Regions from separate parts of the Mus musculus genome. Here region 1 is linked to region 2. The links are chromatin contacts, called in public promoter capture Hi-C maps. All regions are on one chromosome and are shown on one strand. The core of a region is the stretch at or near the end of the contact, and the rest is flanking DNA. Distances in the headings are between cores, read along the strand shown.

Region 1 (4,263 bases), core at 64-2,563, 440 kb before region 2:
AGAGAATCAGGCCCCACAAGGCCCTTCTGGCCTCGATACACACACCAAGCTGTGCACCCCCAATACATACATACATACATACATACATACATACATATGTTCCAAAGCTGGGCATGCTGGCTATGCCTGTAGTCTCAGCACTTGTAAGGCTGAGGCAATAGAATGACTAAGGATTTAGAGCCAGCCTGGGCTACAGAATGAATTTCAGGCCACCATAGGCTTTAGAGTGGGATGCTATCTAAACAAAATGAAATTAAACCATTCCAAACACTAGCATAATTCATATATTTTGTGTACAGATATTTGTAAGACATGTTTTGCTTGCTTGTTTGTCCTTAAAATAGTACAGCAAAGGGGTTGACAAGATGGCATAGTAGGCAAATGTACCTGCAGCCCAGACAGCCTTAATTCAATCCCTGGACCTGTATGGTAAGAAAAGAGAACCAACTCCCGTAATTTATCTTCTGGCATACCCCGGCCCCACAAATACATGTTTAAAAATTATTATAGAACACTAGAATTAAGTATTTTAATCATTGTTAGAAAATTGCCTTGAAATACTCCAATCTGTATTCACAAGAACATACCAGAGAATTCTTGTTCCACCATGGTTTGCCATCTTTAAAAGTGTGACTCATTTTTCAGTGCTGGGGACACAACCCCAGACTTTAGATATGCTAAGCAGGTGCCCTGCCACTGAGCTATATCCACAGCTACTCTAACTCCTGGTTTAAAGCTTTCATAATTGTTATTTTTTTCTTTTCAGTTCTGGGGATGGAACCCAGGGCCCTGAGCATCCTAGGCAAGTGCTCTACTACAGAGCTATAACCCCAGCCCTTGTTTTAATTGTAAATCACATGACAAATCTCTTCCTGTGTTACCTGGCAATTTCCATATTAGCCTAATGCCTATTGAGTAGCTGTGTATCTGAGGGCACATTTGTTCCTACTCTACAGAACAGGAATCTAATGCCAGGCAGTGCTGGTTGCCCTGGCCACTGTCAGGACCCCGGCCCCATTCCTTTCCCCAGGGGATGAATGCCCTGTGCTGTCGGTTCCTATACCATTCTTACAGGCCTAAGAGCCCGCCGCCCGCCGCTCCTGCTTCTTCGAGCGCGTGCAGGCCTGGTGTGAGGTCACAGAACAGTGGCTGGCTTTCTTCTGTCCTCTGTACTTGTCTCCCTACTCTGACACCAAGAGTGGCATGACCCTCCCAGGGAAACTCCAAACTTAAAGCCTCAGTGGCCAAGAGGCTGCCAGCTGCCCCTGGATTGGCTCTCAGCAAAGGCCAATTGGCTCTCTTCTGGCTTCCCTTTCTGGACTTGGCTTCTCTGTCCTAATGTCCTGCCAGCTTCCTGCATGCCCCCTATCCTTCAAGCTTATTGCTGGTCTCCCACATATGCCCACAATGCCCCCTGCTGTGCAGAATTGGAACAGCAACACTCGAAGCTCTGTCTCACATAACCAGCGCTGGCTTTTTGGAAAAATCCATAACTGGCATAACTCTCTTGAGATGCCTAATCGCCGTGTTCCCAGGCTGAGTGCCTCTCATGTGTGCTTACACACAAGAGGGAAGGGCCAGCCCACGACTTGTGCTCACCATACAGAAGCCATCATCTTTTAGGACTTTGCTTTACTCCCAAAGGAACAAAACCAGTATATCCAAAAGCCAGGTGCAGAAGGGATTCATGCTATACAAAAATGAATGTACAACACTGGTATACAACACAGTGTATACACAGTAAGGCAGCTGAAAAATGCCAGAAATTAGCATTAGTGTCCAGGGTAGTGGTACACAAATATAGATAGGCCCAGCTACCCTGGAGGCTGAGGCAAGAGAATCACTTGATTCTTGAGCCCAGGACTTTGAGAACATCCTGGGAAATATAACGTCCTCTCAAAAGAAAATAGAAAAAAAAAAAAAAAACCCACCCCAACTGGCCCAGCATTAGTTACCTAATAGAGAGTGTATTGTGGCCTAGACAGACTGGGGCTTTTTGTACTTCAGACTTTTGAGTCAGGACAGTATACAAAATTATAAGAAATAAATTTAAAAAAAGTTTAAGAAAGAAGACTGTATTTTGAGGTCTGTCTGCAGGCTCAGGAAGACAAAAGTCTGGAGAGCACAGGTGCTCAGTGCAGCTAGTTCAGAAAAGAAGTTAGAGGACCAGAAAGCAGCAATAAGAAACAGCATCTCTGTCTACAGCCTCTACCTGCTTCTTTGCCCAGATTTGGTTTTGTTTTCTATTTTTGCAGTAGTGGGGACTGAACCCAGGGCCTCGCACATACTATGTAAATGCTCTGCTAGTGAGCACCCTCCTAAACCACCATCTTTCTTTTGAAGACACTAGAGAATTCTGCTTCTCTCTCTCATACCCCTCTCCAGTAGCCTTGGCAGGGTGTGATTCCTAGCAGGGTGTCTTAGAGGACCTTGGCCTCAGGGACCAAGAATCTAAGGATTCCCAGTTTTCAGTGTTTGGTTTCAGACCCTGGAAGACTTGTCATGGACTAAGACTAATCTGAGCTTGAGGGGAGGATGTGAAGAGCCCCAGTGAAGAGATAAGGAGAGCTGCAAGCTGCAGATGGGCAGAGCCTGGAGCTCGGATGGCTCAACCTTGTCTATGCTTCTCCCATGTCCTTTCTTACTGTTGATTCAGGTAGCAAACTTCAATCTTCGAAATGCAGAAGTTTTGTCCTTTTTGTGAGACATTCTCTAGATTAAGCCAGGAGACTGTTCCCAGCGTGAGCACCAAGCCTGCAATCCAGCCAACTCCTCCTTCTGGTGCAGGCCAAAGATCTGGAAAAGGTCAAAACAATGGCTCCTGGTGTCTTTGGAGTGAATGCTCTTATAAAGCCCCTGACACAGTTTGATCCACACAGAACCCCACAAGCTCTGGATGACAGTGGGGGGACAGGGGGATGCAGAGTGCTTTGGAGAACAGTGCTGTGCCTGTCAAGTAAGAACTGATGTTAGGTCACGTCTGTTTCTGATTCCTGCAGACGGGGAGATTACTTCCAAGCCAATGGTGCTGTTCCTGGGACCGTGGAGTGTTGGCAAATCCACCATGATAAACTACCTCCTTGGGTTAGAAGATACTCGATACCAACTTTATACAGGTGAACACGGGGGGGGGTATAAATTGTGAAAGCAGATGAGAAATTATTGTATGCCTTTATAATATTAGTGGAGATAACATGTAAGAACCGGAAGCTTTGTCACCCCCATGGCAGCACTAGTCATAAAAGCCCAAAGTAGAAACACCTCAAGGGTCCATGGCTGGATGAAGTAGTCTGAGCACACAATGGAAAGGAGGGGGCTGGCAGTCAGGTCCCCAGGTCCCCATAGAAAAGGCAGGTGTGGCAGCACATGCGTCTGAGATTGCAGAACTTCTATAGGGAGATCGGGGCACCCCTGAAAGCTTAGCGGCAGTGACACTGAGGATACCCACGGTTGTCTGTCCTCCGACTTCCACCCCTGTGCTATGCAACACACACACACACATACACACACACACACACACACACACACACAGAGGAGTGAACCATGCCCGCTGTCACAACACATCAGAAACATCCTTGTCAAGGATAAACCTTGAAAACAATATGCTAAACAAAACAAGCCAAGCAGTAAAGCTGATGTGGTTTGATTCTACTCATATGAGGTGCAAAACTCAGAGACAGAAAGAGAGTAGATGTTGCCAGGGGAGGGGGTGGGGATGGGGGATGTTGCCAGGGGAGGGGGTGGGGATGGGGGATGTTGCCAGGGGAGGGGGTGGGGGGTGCTACTTAGTGGAGACAGTTTCAGTGTGGGAAGATGATAAGGTTCTGGAAATGGAGAGTGAGGATAACTGGCTCGTGATAACGTGAATATACTTAATGCTCTGGACAATCGGTTTAAAGATGATCAAAATGGTAAATGTTATGTTCTGTGTATTTGGCACAATTAAAAAGTGAGAGGAGAAGGCAGGAGCCTAGCAAACCTATCTTTGTGGTGTTTTCCAAGGTGTTTTCCAAGGTCCTTTCCAAGACACCTTGCTTGCTCACACCCCTTCCAGTAGTGTGTTCCTCAGTGCTTGCTGTTTTCCTCCCATGCATGCAGGTGCTGAACCTACCACCTCTGAGTTCACTGTCCTTATGCATGGGCCCAAGCTGAAAACCATTGAGGGCATCGTCATGGCTGCTGATAGTGCCCGATCCTTCTCACCACTGGAAAAGTTTGGCCAGAATTTTCTGGAGAAGCTGATTGGCATTGAGGTTCCCCACA
Region 2 (4,248 bases), core at 510-3,009:
GCAGGGGTTCTAATGTTCCTGTCTTCTCAGGTGTGGTGGATAGTGAGGACATTCCCCTGAACCTCAGCAGAGAGCTCCTGCAGGAGAGTGCGCTCATCCGGTAAGCCCAGACTGCAAATAGCAGGGCACTCCTGTGGTGGCTGGCCTTGACTTGATTCTGCCCCGGGTGTGCTTTTCAGAAGCCAAGACCAAAGGGTGAAGAGAGACCTGAGGGCAGGATCCCTCCCTGACCTTCTAGGTGTTCTGACCTAGTGAGCAACTCATTCTGTAGTCAGGAAGAGTTTGGGTTTGGCTGAGCAACTGCTGAGGTTGGATCTAGAAATAGTGGTGCTATGCTGGGACCAGGCTGAGGCCTACACTGTCAGGAGCCTCAGCTGCAAGTAATGCCTTAGGAAGCACTTGTAGCAATTGCATAGTTGTTTATTTACCCAGGCTCTTGGGAGTATACGTTACTTTCCCCATTAAATACAAATTACAATGAATGAGGAAAGAACTTGGTCCTTTTCCTCAGCCCACTTTGATGTTGCTAACCCACATGGAGAATGGGTGCCAGGGGGTGCAGGGTGGCTCCAGGCTCCATGGTGCTTTTCCTTGCTGTGGTGAAGGTGGGTGGTACATGTGCAGGTGTGGGCTCCAAATGTCTGGGGAGAACACAGCTGCATTGCTCCCCATCAATGTGGACTAGCTTTGAAGAATTATGGTGTTGAAAGATGGCTCATCCCTGCCACCCAGCCTGGGTATGGCCACAGTTGGAGAGATTCTAGACACCATGTCTCAGAGTTGAATGAGGCAGGGGTCACCCTAGAACCAAGAATATAGTTTGACTTGGGTCTGGGATGCTCTTCTTTTTTATTTATTTATTTTAAAGATTTATTTATTTATTTATTTATTTTATGTATATGAGTACACTGTAGCTGTCTTCAGACACACCAGAAGAAGGCATTGGATCCCATTATAGATGGTTGTGAGCCACCTTATGGTTGTACGGAGTTGAACTCATGACCTCTGGAAGAGCGGCCAGTGCTCTTAACCACTGAGCCATCTCTCCAGCCCTGGAACGCTCTTCTGAAACTAGGAGGTCAGGCCTGTGGAGACACAGCTCTTAGATTCCTAGAGCCGAGTTAGCTGTGCTTCAGTGCCCAGTCTGACTGAGCAGTCATGTTCATGTCTGCCCGGAGCTGCCTTAGACCCTGAGGCACTCTGTTCCTGGGTGCCTAAGTGGCAGAGAGAGGTGTAGAACCAGCACCTCCTTCCTGCCTGTGGCCAATCTTTTGAAGAAGGAGCTGCTTTGTTCACAGTGTTCAGAGAATCGGGAGCTTCCCAAGTGGAAGATCCACTCTGGGCCTTCTGAGGCATTGCTGTCTTCCTGGTGCCGTTCTCTGTGTGTCGGTGTGTCACCAACCTACAAAGATTTCTTTCTACCCAGTGGAACCTCAGAAGCAGCAGTAGGCCTTGCTGTATCATTGTCGCTGTCTGTCCTCCAGCCCCACTGTCTGCAGCTTTTATCCTTCAGTTGTGAGCATCCAGGTTTCTGTGATGTCCTGTGTCTCCTGGGAGACATAATGGCATAGTGGAGTAGAGAGGGACCTAACAGGGAAAATAAAGACTGTTGAGGAAATCGGGTACCCCTTATAAGAGCGTGGCGGCTCTGGCAGCTGCACCAGGTCCACTCCAGCTAACGTCTTATGCCATACACTTCAGCATTTCCGAGATTGTGTAGCTGTGACTGGAGAGTTGTTGAAATCTCAAGGGAGAGTTGGTTTCTATCTTGAGAAAGTCTTGTGACCCTCTCTCCTCCTGGAGAAGGAAGTGTAGTCACCATAGTGGGAGCTATCTGCTGTCTGATTTTCTTCATTCGCTGTGTGGTTGCCAACTGCTCTATCCTTTGCTTCTGGTGGCAATGTACTGTGGAGGCCAGAGGAGGTAACCTCAGTTCACTTGCCTTTCCCAGAGGGATTCCCTTGGCAATCAGGCCAGTCACCCTGTGGAGTGGGCCTGCCCTTGGAAATGGTCGATGCTCCCAGGAACGAGCACAAGAGCCTGTCCTGAGGGTGGAGCGGGTTTGGCTTGTCCTTGGTGGGTGATGTTCACCTAGGGGAAGTCTTTGAGGCTTCTCTCCATTCTCGGTGCGGACCGTGTGCAGGTCTGTGAGCTGGTACACACACATTGTTGGTGTCTTGGTTTTTTTTCTGCTGTTTTTGTTTGTTTGCTTTACTGGTTATTAACAAGCAGACACGCTACCCTGAGCTGCCTTCCCACCACCAGTGCTGCTTTACTTAGAAGATTGTAGATGTGATCCTCAGCAGATTGTCAGTATATTATTCATGGCTTTTTAAGTGGTGTTAGATTGAACTCAGAGATACATACATGCTAGACAACCCCTTTCCATGGTACTCAGTAGTGTTTTAAAAATATTTAATGCAGTGCGGACTGATGACCCATTTTAGTCAGGGAGCAATCCATTCCTGTTGATACATATCATATTCTCCTATTATTCTGGTTTAGAGCTGCCTTTGCACTGACTCCTGTCCCTTCAGCAAGCCTCACTGGGCCCCTTGTGCTAGTCCAGGCATACCAGGCACTGGGATCCATGGCTCTGTTTTATCAGAGCAATAGAAAACCTAACAAAGACAGTGACCCTCTTTCTTTTTTTTTTTGAGATTTATTTATTTTACATACATGAGTACACTGTCAGTGTCTTCAGACTCTCAGACTCACCAGAAGAGGACATTAGATCCTACTACAGATGGTTGTAAGCCACTATGTGGTGCCAGGAATTGAACCCAGGACCTCTGAAAGAGTAGTCAGTGTTCTTAACTGCTGAGCCATCTCTCCAGTCCCCCAGTGACTGTCTTTTACTAAAGCCCACTTCTGTGCGCTTGATCCTGATTGCCTTTATGGATAATGCAGTAAAAAATGTCCTGATTACAGAGTGACACTTTGCCAAGCTATACAGTGTATATGTAATATGCTTAGTATGTCCCAGGCTATGCAGGAATTCATACACCTACCTAAGGACAAACAGCTCTGCAGCATACGCTCAGTCTTTCCATGAATACACACTGAAGTTTGCCTGGGTTTGCTTGGGTTTGCTTTGGTTTAGTTTTTTCCAGCAGACCTTTGCTCCTACCTCTAGAACTGTTAGGTGACATTTCTGGTCGGCTTCAGCATGATCCACTTTAACCCTGAGCCTGTTCGTAGTGATTTTGTCACGTGCTTCAGTGCAGGCGCCTCTCCTTGTTTCTCATATGTGATCCCTGCTGGTGCTCAGGAGATGCCCACTACTGATTGTCCTGTGGAATTCAGTTTGTACCACCACCCACCTGCAGAGCATCCTAGCGAGCTTCTCATTAGGGGGCAGCACAGTGTCTCTTGTTCTATAGTTTCCCTTTGGCTCCGGGTGTGTACGCCCGCCCCCTTACTTGACAGAAAGCTTTGTTCACAGTGAGTAACTTGTGTTCTGTAGGAAACTCCGGGATGTTCTACAACAGAGATTGATCAAGTTCTTCATTGACCAGAGTAAAAAAGATGCTGAAAAATACGCAAAGTTTTTTGAAGATTATGGCTTGTTCATGAGGGAGGGCATTGTGACCACTGCAGAGCAAGACATCAAGGTAGGATGATCTCGGTCCTCCCTGTCAGCCTCAGCCCTGTTGCTACAGAGGAAGCTGGTAGAGGCTGTCCTGGATGTGGTGACAAGTCACATGGGCAGCAGTTGGAACACTGGGCTTCTGGGTCTGTCCTCATAGATACAGCAGGTCTGCATGTGTTCTTACCTGTGTTAGCCAGGCTCCAGGCACTGACAGAACATCTGACAAAAGCTACTCAAAGCCATAGTTATCTGCTTCAGTTAGCTGGAGCCGAAACAGAATTCCTGTGCGTTTTTTTTCTCTCTATTTTACCTGGGCCCCCTGTCTATGCAGTGGTGCCACTGAGACTCAGAAATTAACTGAGTGCGCCTCCTCAGTCAGCTGTGGCTCCTTCAAGTTGACTTTCTCAGATACTTTGTCACTGGGGAAAGGAACAGAACAGAGTGCTTAGATCTGTAAAAACTGCTGGAATCCATTGATACAGGGGAGGGGCTTGGAGCATCCTTGCAGGCCCACGTAGAGGTGTGCTTTGTGTCTCCTAGGCACTTCTCCATCCAGTCAGGGTGGTGGTCAAGATCAGCCATCACATACCCTTGTCTCGAAGTCCTTATGCTCTTAGCTGAAAGGCCAAGTCTCTTGACCCTTGACACCCTGGCCC

What was found. Promoter capture Hi-C pulls out the DNA fragments that hold promoters and counts their contacts.
Region 1: a contact with region 2 is called in a promoter capture Hi-C map of the C10 cell line, with 2.7 times the contacts expected there. The contact joins two enhancer-like sites. A contact is called at or near these places in 4 of 39 promoter capture datasets (the 3T3-L1 cell line, the C10 cell line and cranial neural crest) and 1 of 115 datasets of contacts at active chromatin or transcription factors (embryonic stem cells).

What each region holds. Positions count from the first base shown.
Region 1 is chr16:4,486,346-4,490,608 of GRCm38.p6, reverse strand. Srl (sarcalumenin) reads left to right here. Exons shown (of 7, transcript NM_175347.6): 5 at 3,000-3,116; 6 at 4,099-4,263. Among named protein-coding and RNA genes, the nearest start is that of Srl, 35 kb to the left of the region's middle. Within about 2 kb of position 1,313, at least 127 of the 459 cell types and tissues checked have an H3K27ac peak or open chromatin away from gene starts, as enhancers often do.
Region 2 is chr16:4,048,717-4,052,964 of GRCm38.p6, reverse strand. Trap1 (TNF receptor-associated protein 1) reads left to right here. Exons shown (of 18, transcript NM_026508.2): 11 at 31-100; 12 at 3,467-3,614. Among named protein-coding and RNA genes, the nearest start is that of Dnase1, 14 kb to the right of the region's middle. Within about 2 kb of position 1,759, at least 5 of the 459 cell types and tissues checked have an H3K27ac peak or open chromatin away from gene starts, as enhancers often do.